Regions from separate parts of the Mus musculus genome. Here region 2 is linked to region 1. The links are chromatin contacts, called in public promoter capture Hi-C maps. All regions are on one chromosome and are shown on one strand. The core of a region is the stretch at or near the end of the contact, and the rest is flanking DNA. Distances in the headings are between cores, read along the strand shown.

Region 1 (3,296 bases), core at 479-2,978:
GTGCTGAGCAATACAGCACCGCTGGACCCTGACTCCTGGTCGGCAGCCACCTGGCCAGAGGCTTTGTGGAGAGGGGCATTTCCTACCTGGGTTTCACGTGAAAGCATTCTCTGGACTCCCTCCGGAACAGCAGGGAGAGGCAAGGGCTAAGTGTAATCTGAGTGAGCTGAGTGTGGGGAGTGCTCCAGGCAGGGGAAGGACCTAGCAGCGTTCGAGTTTCCCAAGAGCAGCCCAAAAGCCTGTGACCCAGTGTGGCCTTGTCTGCTGGACTCGCCTGCTCAGGAGGGCTCCCCTCTTGAGAGTGGACTAAGTTCCTGTTAGAAAGGGTGTTACTGGCCGGGCGCAGTGGTGCACGACTTTAATCCCAGCACTCGGGAGGCAGAGGCAGGTGGATTTCTGAGTTTGAGGCCAGCCTGGTCTACAAAGTGAGTTCCAGGGCTGCAGGGAAACCCTGTCTCAAAAAACCAAAAAAAAAAAAAAAAAAAAAAAAAAAAAAAAAGAAAAGAAAAAAGAAAGGGGGTTATTAAGATCTCAAGGTCTAGACCCTTCAAAGAAAATATTTGGGGAGAGTCTAAGAATGCCAGACCTTAGAAACTGACCTATAGAAATCCTTTCCTTTTTAATAAACAGTTGGTACACAACACAAAGCAGAAAGAATCAAAATACATCGCAGTGGGTGTGGGTTTTTTTTTTTTAATGTGATTGTTTATGTATGTGTGTGTACACCAAAGGGCATGTGTGGACATCACAGGACAACTAACAGAAAGGAGTCCTTGTCTTTCCACTGTGGGCCCCAGGGATTGAACTCAGGTCCTCAGGTTTGGTGTACAACACCATTACCCCTTGAGCCCTATCATTGAGTTTTTGTAAGATTCGGTCCCTCAGAAGAAACCACATGAAAGCCAGCTGTAATGGCAGTGCTCAGAGGCTGAGAGGTAGAGTCAGGAGAATCCAGTCAAGGGCCAGCCTGGGCTAACTGAGACTCCCTCAAGACAAAATAAAACAACAACAATAATTAATAATAATACAAAAAGAAACAACAAAACCATGCTTGGATTTGCATCTCTAGACACTAGGAGCGGGTGTGAGTGGGTTTTTTGCTGTTTTCTCTGATGACGACACGAGGTAAATTCAGAAGATCCAGAGAAAACAAACGGGGGAAACTGGCACCACAGAAGGGAAGGAGAGACCTCATGTGACACAAATGAGCTTGGGCTCTGAGGATCTCCCAGACCAACAAGGCAAGCCAGCGTCTGGTGGAATGTGAGAGGCTCGCTTTGACTCCTGCCCCCTATTGACAAGTTGTTAAATTTATCACGCAAGCTCCTGACCACCCTTGAGCTCAGGCTTTAAAAGACTTCAGACTGGTTGAAATGACCCCCAGCACAGTGAGAAAACTCAGATCCATGCCCAGGGTCGCCCTACCCCCACCCCTCGCCTCCTGAGACTCACATGAGACCTTCCTCTATGTTCTCTGAACTAGGTAATGGCCCACAAAACTGGCAACAATTTGTCTTCTGAGATAGATTACCAGAGATGTGTGAGAGGGAGAAGGAAAAAGGAAGGCAGAAAAATCCATTCCTAAGGAGTCTGTAGAGATCCTCCGCTCACACCTTCCGGAGCAGCCCACTCAGTGCAGAAACTGTATCTAAATAGAGATAGCGGTTTTTTTGTTTTGTTTTTTTTTTTCCACACAAAGGGGCGGGGCTGGCTTCCTGGGAAGAAATTAAACCTCTCCGGTTTTGCCTGGTCTAAAAGTAGCTGTTCCCTGGTTACCCACCGTGGACTTTGTGATTGGCTGGCCGTGATGGTGGAGGTGGAGAGTAAGTTGCTGATGGGGTTGCAGCATCCCTTAGCTTCAGGTCCCCGGGAGGGGGAGGGAACAGGAAGCGGGAGGGAAGAGGAGCCATTTCTCCGCGCTGACCGACCTCCACGCTTGCAGCTCCCACTTCCCCGGAATCGAGGGGACTCCTCTGCTTGTACTGAGCCATGCTGGATATTTTCATCCTCATGTTCTTTGCCATCATAGGCCTGGTGGTTCTGTCCTACATAATTTACCTTCTCTAGTGGCCTGGCGCTGCAGGGGCTGCGAGGGGAAGGATGGAGCTGAAGGGCCGAGCATCCTGCTTGCTGACGCACCGGTGGAGTTTTGCTTCTGGTCATTATTCGGGTATTGATTAAAAAAAAAAAATGAAAAGAAAGCTTGTTTTTGTATCTATTTGTCATACACATTGACGTAGCATTTCTTGGATCAATGTGAAAAGAATAAGAAAGGCCAGCTTTCTTTGGGAATTGATTTAAAATGTTATTTCTTAAAAATAAACATCACTACAAATAAGTAAATAAATAAATATAAATAAAATGCACTAGGTTTTAGGTAGGATGGGAGGGAGTGTGCTGGGGGGTGGAGGGGGACAGACTATTATTTCCTAATTTCCTTCCAGGTAGATGCAAAACCAAGTTGTCCATTCTCTCCTGACAATGACTACAGTACATCCTTATGTGTGGACAAGGCAGTTTTCAAATCTGCTGGCATAATTGTATTCATTAATTCACTGCTGCGCCATAACTGCATTCATTAGTTCACTAGTGATTAACTCCCACTTGAGAAAAAATAGCAAATGAAACCTACTTGGGGTAAGGGGTGAGGGAGATGCCCACTTTCCCCAGTTGTGTAGAGGAATGGGGAGGATTCTCAGAACTCCTGCTAGTTCCTGACCAGTAGGGGTACCCCTGCTGCAGTTTGCAGCTGACCATTGTTTTTGGGTTTCCCACAGCTCCTGTGTCGGGTCCAGCAAGAGGCCTCTCACCACCAGCAGCAATCCTGAGGCCCAACTGATCTCTTCCAGTGTATCCGGATGTGGCTGACCCTTGGCACGAAGGCATTCTGTGAGGCAGGGGCACTCCTGGGGACATCAGGAGTTAGTCCAAGAATGCCAGCCACTGGCAGCTGCTGCATGCGATTGAGCTGTAGACAGGGACTATTCAGAATATGGAAGATTGGAACAGTGAAGTCAGAGTGGAGACTGCCCAAACATTCATATGGACAGCCTTTCCTTAGGTCTAAATGCAACTGCACACGATGCTAAAATATTCTTTGCTTTCTGCTTCACAAGCAGGCGTTCCCTTGTAACCTCAAGGGCAAACACTGATCAGTAATTTACAGTTTGTACAGCCTGAGGTTGCGTGGTTTCCCTTGACTTACAACCCATCCCCCACCCTCAAAATTCCCGTTATTTGCATTCTTTAAGGTTTATCATTTCTTCCCTCCTTTTCTCATTTGTTCCCAGCTCCTT
Region 2 (3,237 bases), core at 368-2,867, 180 kb after region 1:
TGTGATTCTCTACTCTTTGGAGGTAGAGGCAGGAGGATCATAAGTTCAAGGCCAGCATTGACTATATAAGATTCTATCACACACACACACACACACACACACACACACACACACACACACACACGAATAATAGGACTGAATATTCTATGATCCTCTTTCCTTCTCTAAAACTGAGCATACAGCTAAACTAGTTTTGAGGCTCTCTACAGACCTAAGAGCATTCTACAGTGAACCTCAAGACTCTTTCACAGCACTACCTCACCCCAGCTGGGCAAAGGGAGTGGCCTTCAGAGGGACAGGGGACAGCTGAAAGGAAGGCATCAGTCAGCTGCCTCCCAGACTCCAAGGGGCCTGGGGTGGAGAGACGAAGTATTTTTAGGTCTGACCTGACCCCCCCCCCCATACACACCCATCAACCACATCATGTTGCTTACAGTTGCTCCAGGCTGGCCACAGCAATGCAAGTGTTAATGCTATCCTTGGAGAAGGACAAGTCCTAGAGAAATCCCCTGGCATGGCCACCACATGCCCTGCTGGTCATTCTAGGGGGACCTTGTATGCCCAAGAACGCCCCTACCTAGGAATAACCCAGGCACATAGGAAAAGTGAACGTGCTAGAGGGCAGCGCCCCTCCCCCAGGTAAAACAGCGACCTCCACTCCAAGACAGTGAGTTGGCACCCATCCAACTTTCCAAACTTTGGCGGCTCCCACCCCTTGGGGCAGGGGGTGGGGTAAGCTAATGTGGGTGTTGGGAGTAGGGAAACATCCAAGACAGGGATGGAGACCAGGTGACTAGGGGAGGGCCTCCCTGAGCTGATCTCTTCTCCACCTTCGAAAGCCAATGTCTGAGCCTTCGAAGGCCTGTTGGCAACGCCCTCTGACCATCGTCTAGGCCTTTTCCCAGTATTACCCCCGCCCCACCCACACCCACTAGCGCCCCTAAACGTGCTCTGCGTCGCCCCCCTCGCCCGATTCGCTCTCCAGCCTCCCTCCAACTCCGCTTCTCAAGGCCTGGATTCCCCCCAACCCCCATCAGCATCCCCGCTGTCAGCCTGCTGGAGCCAGTACCCCAGCAGCAGGAACCTGGACGCGGGGGAGACCTGGAGGCGAGGTTGACAGGCATTCCAACCGCCTCCTCTCCGCTCCGCAGCACCGCAACCCGACTCGGACCAATAGTCCATCGATCATTAACCCTCGAGAATGGAGGGTCGCGCAGACACCCCTCTCCCATCCACGCGGGGCATATAACCCTTTCCTTCCCGGGGCTTTCCAAGCCGACCCCAAGATCCGTAGGAGCGGCCCTTTCCCTCGAGCTTGCCACCTCGCCTTACCTGTGGGCTGGGGTCGAAGACCTCCATAGGGATCTCTTGGGAAGGTGGGTAAGGGCCCCGGGACATGCCGCTCTTCTGGACCATGGAGAGGATCCTCCGGTCCGGCCGCCCTCCCAGCCCAGCCGGGCGCTCTCAGCGCATGGGAGAGGCCGTCCGAGCCCAGAGCAGCGCGGCGTCGCGCAGCCAGCACCGGGTGCAGTCTCCCAGCTGGACCTCCGGCTGCACGCTCGCCGCCTTGCTTGCCCTCCCGGCTCGCGCTGTGCTCTCTGCGGCCGCTGCCGCCGTCGCCGCCGCCGCCGCCTCCGCCCCTGAAGGTTCAGCATCTCCCCCCGCCCCTCCCTCGCTCCCGCCCCGCGCCGCGGCCCCGCCCCTCGAGCCCCTCAACCGGCTGCGCGCAGACAATGGCCGAGTGGCGTAGCCCCGCTGGCCTCCAGAACGTGGAGGGGCTCGATCGCTGTCCTCCGATTAGACTGGGATGAGGGCGGCCTGCAGGGGACTAAGGGGAAACCGGCCTTGAGGCTGGGATGGAGGTGGGGGGCGTTTACCAGTGTGTGCCAAGCGTTGATGGGGGGGTGGGGAGGTGGTGAAACGCCGCTCGGTATGACTGGTACCGCCTCCCTTTCTGTCCCAAACTACTCTCTCAGCTGGTCTCCCTGAGCGACTCTAGCTTGGGCCACCGGAACTTCCCGGTCCCTGTGATCCTGGGACCTGCCTTTAACTCCTTTCTCCCCAGTGTCAGGCCCAGGCCGCCATGAAACTAGCTGAGTAGACCTCCCTCTCCAACCGGGCTCTAGGTCTACTGGCCCCAGCCGGGCCTGGATGATGGGGTGAGTGTCCAAAGAAGGCCACCAGGGACATTAGGATTGCTATCCAGGGACCCAGGAATGCTTCGACCTCATCAGTTACTGAGGTCTCATAGGCTCTTCCAAAAGGCCAGGAGTCAGGCTTGGCAAGTCCCTGTTGCTTCTAAGAGAAGGGGAAGAGGAGGAAGTATAAACGGGGGGAGGAGCTATTCAAAATTATACACCATGACTGTTGACCTAGGGTTGTCTCTCTCCTTTATCCTTGACTGAGGAACAAATGTCCCAGAACTGTGGCTCCGGCTCAGCTGGTTATTGGATCCTAAAAGGGTCGACCTCCACCAAGCAGTGGTGGAGCACACATTTAATCCCAACACTATGGAGACAGAGGCAGGTCAGCCTCATTTACATAGTGACCCTCAGGACAACCTGGGCTACATAGAGAAGCCCCGTCTCAAATAAACAAACAAGCATTCTTTGTTTCCTACAGTGTTGCTAATACTATGGTATCTTTGCCCACTGAAATTCTTGGCAAGATGAGAGAACAGTAAGAGGCCCAGAAGCTGGGTCTGATGGTGTACAGCCATGTTGGGGGCTTGAGGCCAGCCTAGATCACATCATGAGTTTGAGGCCAGCCTTAGCTACATAGAGAGACCCTGTCACAAAACATGAATGAACAAGGAGGCTGGAGAAATGGCTCAGTGGTTAAGAGCACTAGCTATTTGCTCTTCCAGAGGTCCTGAGTTCAATTCCCAGCAACCACATGTTGGCTCACAACCGTTTGTAATGGCTTCTGATACCCTCTTCTGATGTGTCTGAAGACATCTACAGTAACTCATATAAATAAAATAAACCTTAAAAAAAAACATGAATGAACAAACAAAAAAAGTCCCACAACAAAAAAATGATGGCTGGGCTTCTGGGGGTGCTTAATGAGCAGCATGGGAGCCATCTGTGGCAAGAGGACCAGTTCTTCCTCCTCCATCCAGCTCAGAGAGCAGAGAGATAAGAAGATGAAGCCGGAGCCAGTCATGGTGGCGCACGCCTTTAATCCCAGCACTCGGGAGGCAGAGGCAGGCAGATTTCTGAGTTCCAGGCTAGCCTG

What was found. Capture Hi-C pulls out chosen DNA fragments and counts their contacts.
Region 2: a contact with region 1 is called in a promoter capture Hi-C map of liver. The contact joins the promoter of Cacnb1 here to the promoter of B230217C12Rik in region 1. A contact is called at or near these places in 2 of 39 promoter capture datasets (neural stem cells and neutrophils), 9 of 115 datasets of contacts at active chromatin or transcription factors (the SCID.adh cell line, bone marrow-derived macrophages, effector CD8 T cells and 4 more) and 4 of 9 other capture datasets (adipose tissue, liver, macrophages and 1 more).

What each region holds. Positions count from the first base shown.
Region 1 is chr11:97,839,407-97,842,702 of GRCm38.p6, forward strand. B230217C12Rik (RIKEN cDNA B230217C12 gene) reads left to right here and starts at 1,729. Exons shown (of 3, transcript NR_169086.1): 1 at 1,729-1,823; 2 at 2,068-2,170; 3 at 2,778-3,296.
Region 2 is chr11:98,021,010-98,024,246 of GRCm38.p6, forward strand. Cacnb1 (calcium channel, voltage-dependent, beta 1 subunit) reads right to left here and starts at 1,618. Exons shown (of 14, transcript NM_001282977.1): 1 at 1,333-1,618. The coding sequence starts at 1,416. It also overlaps a transcript of Rpl19 not described here.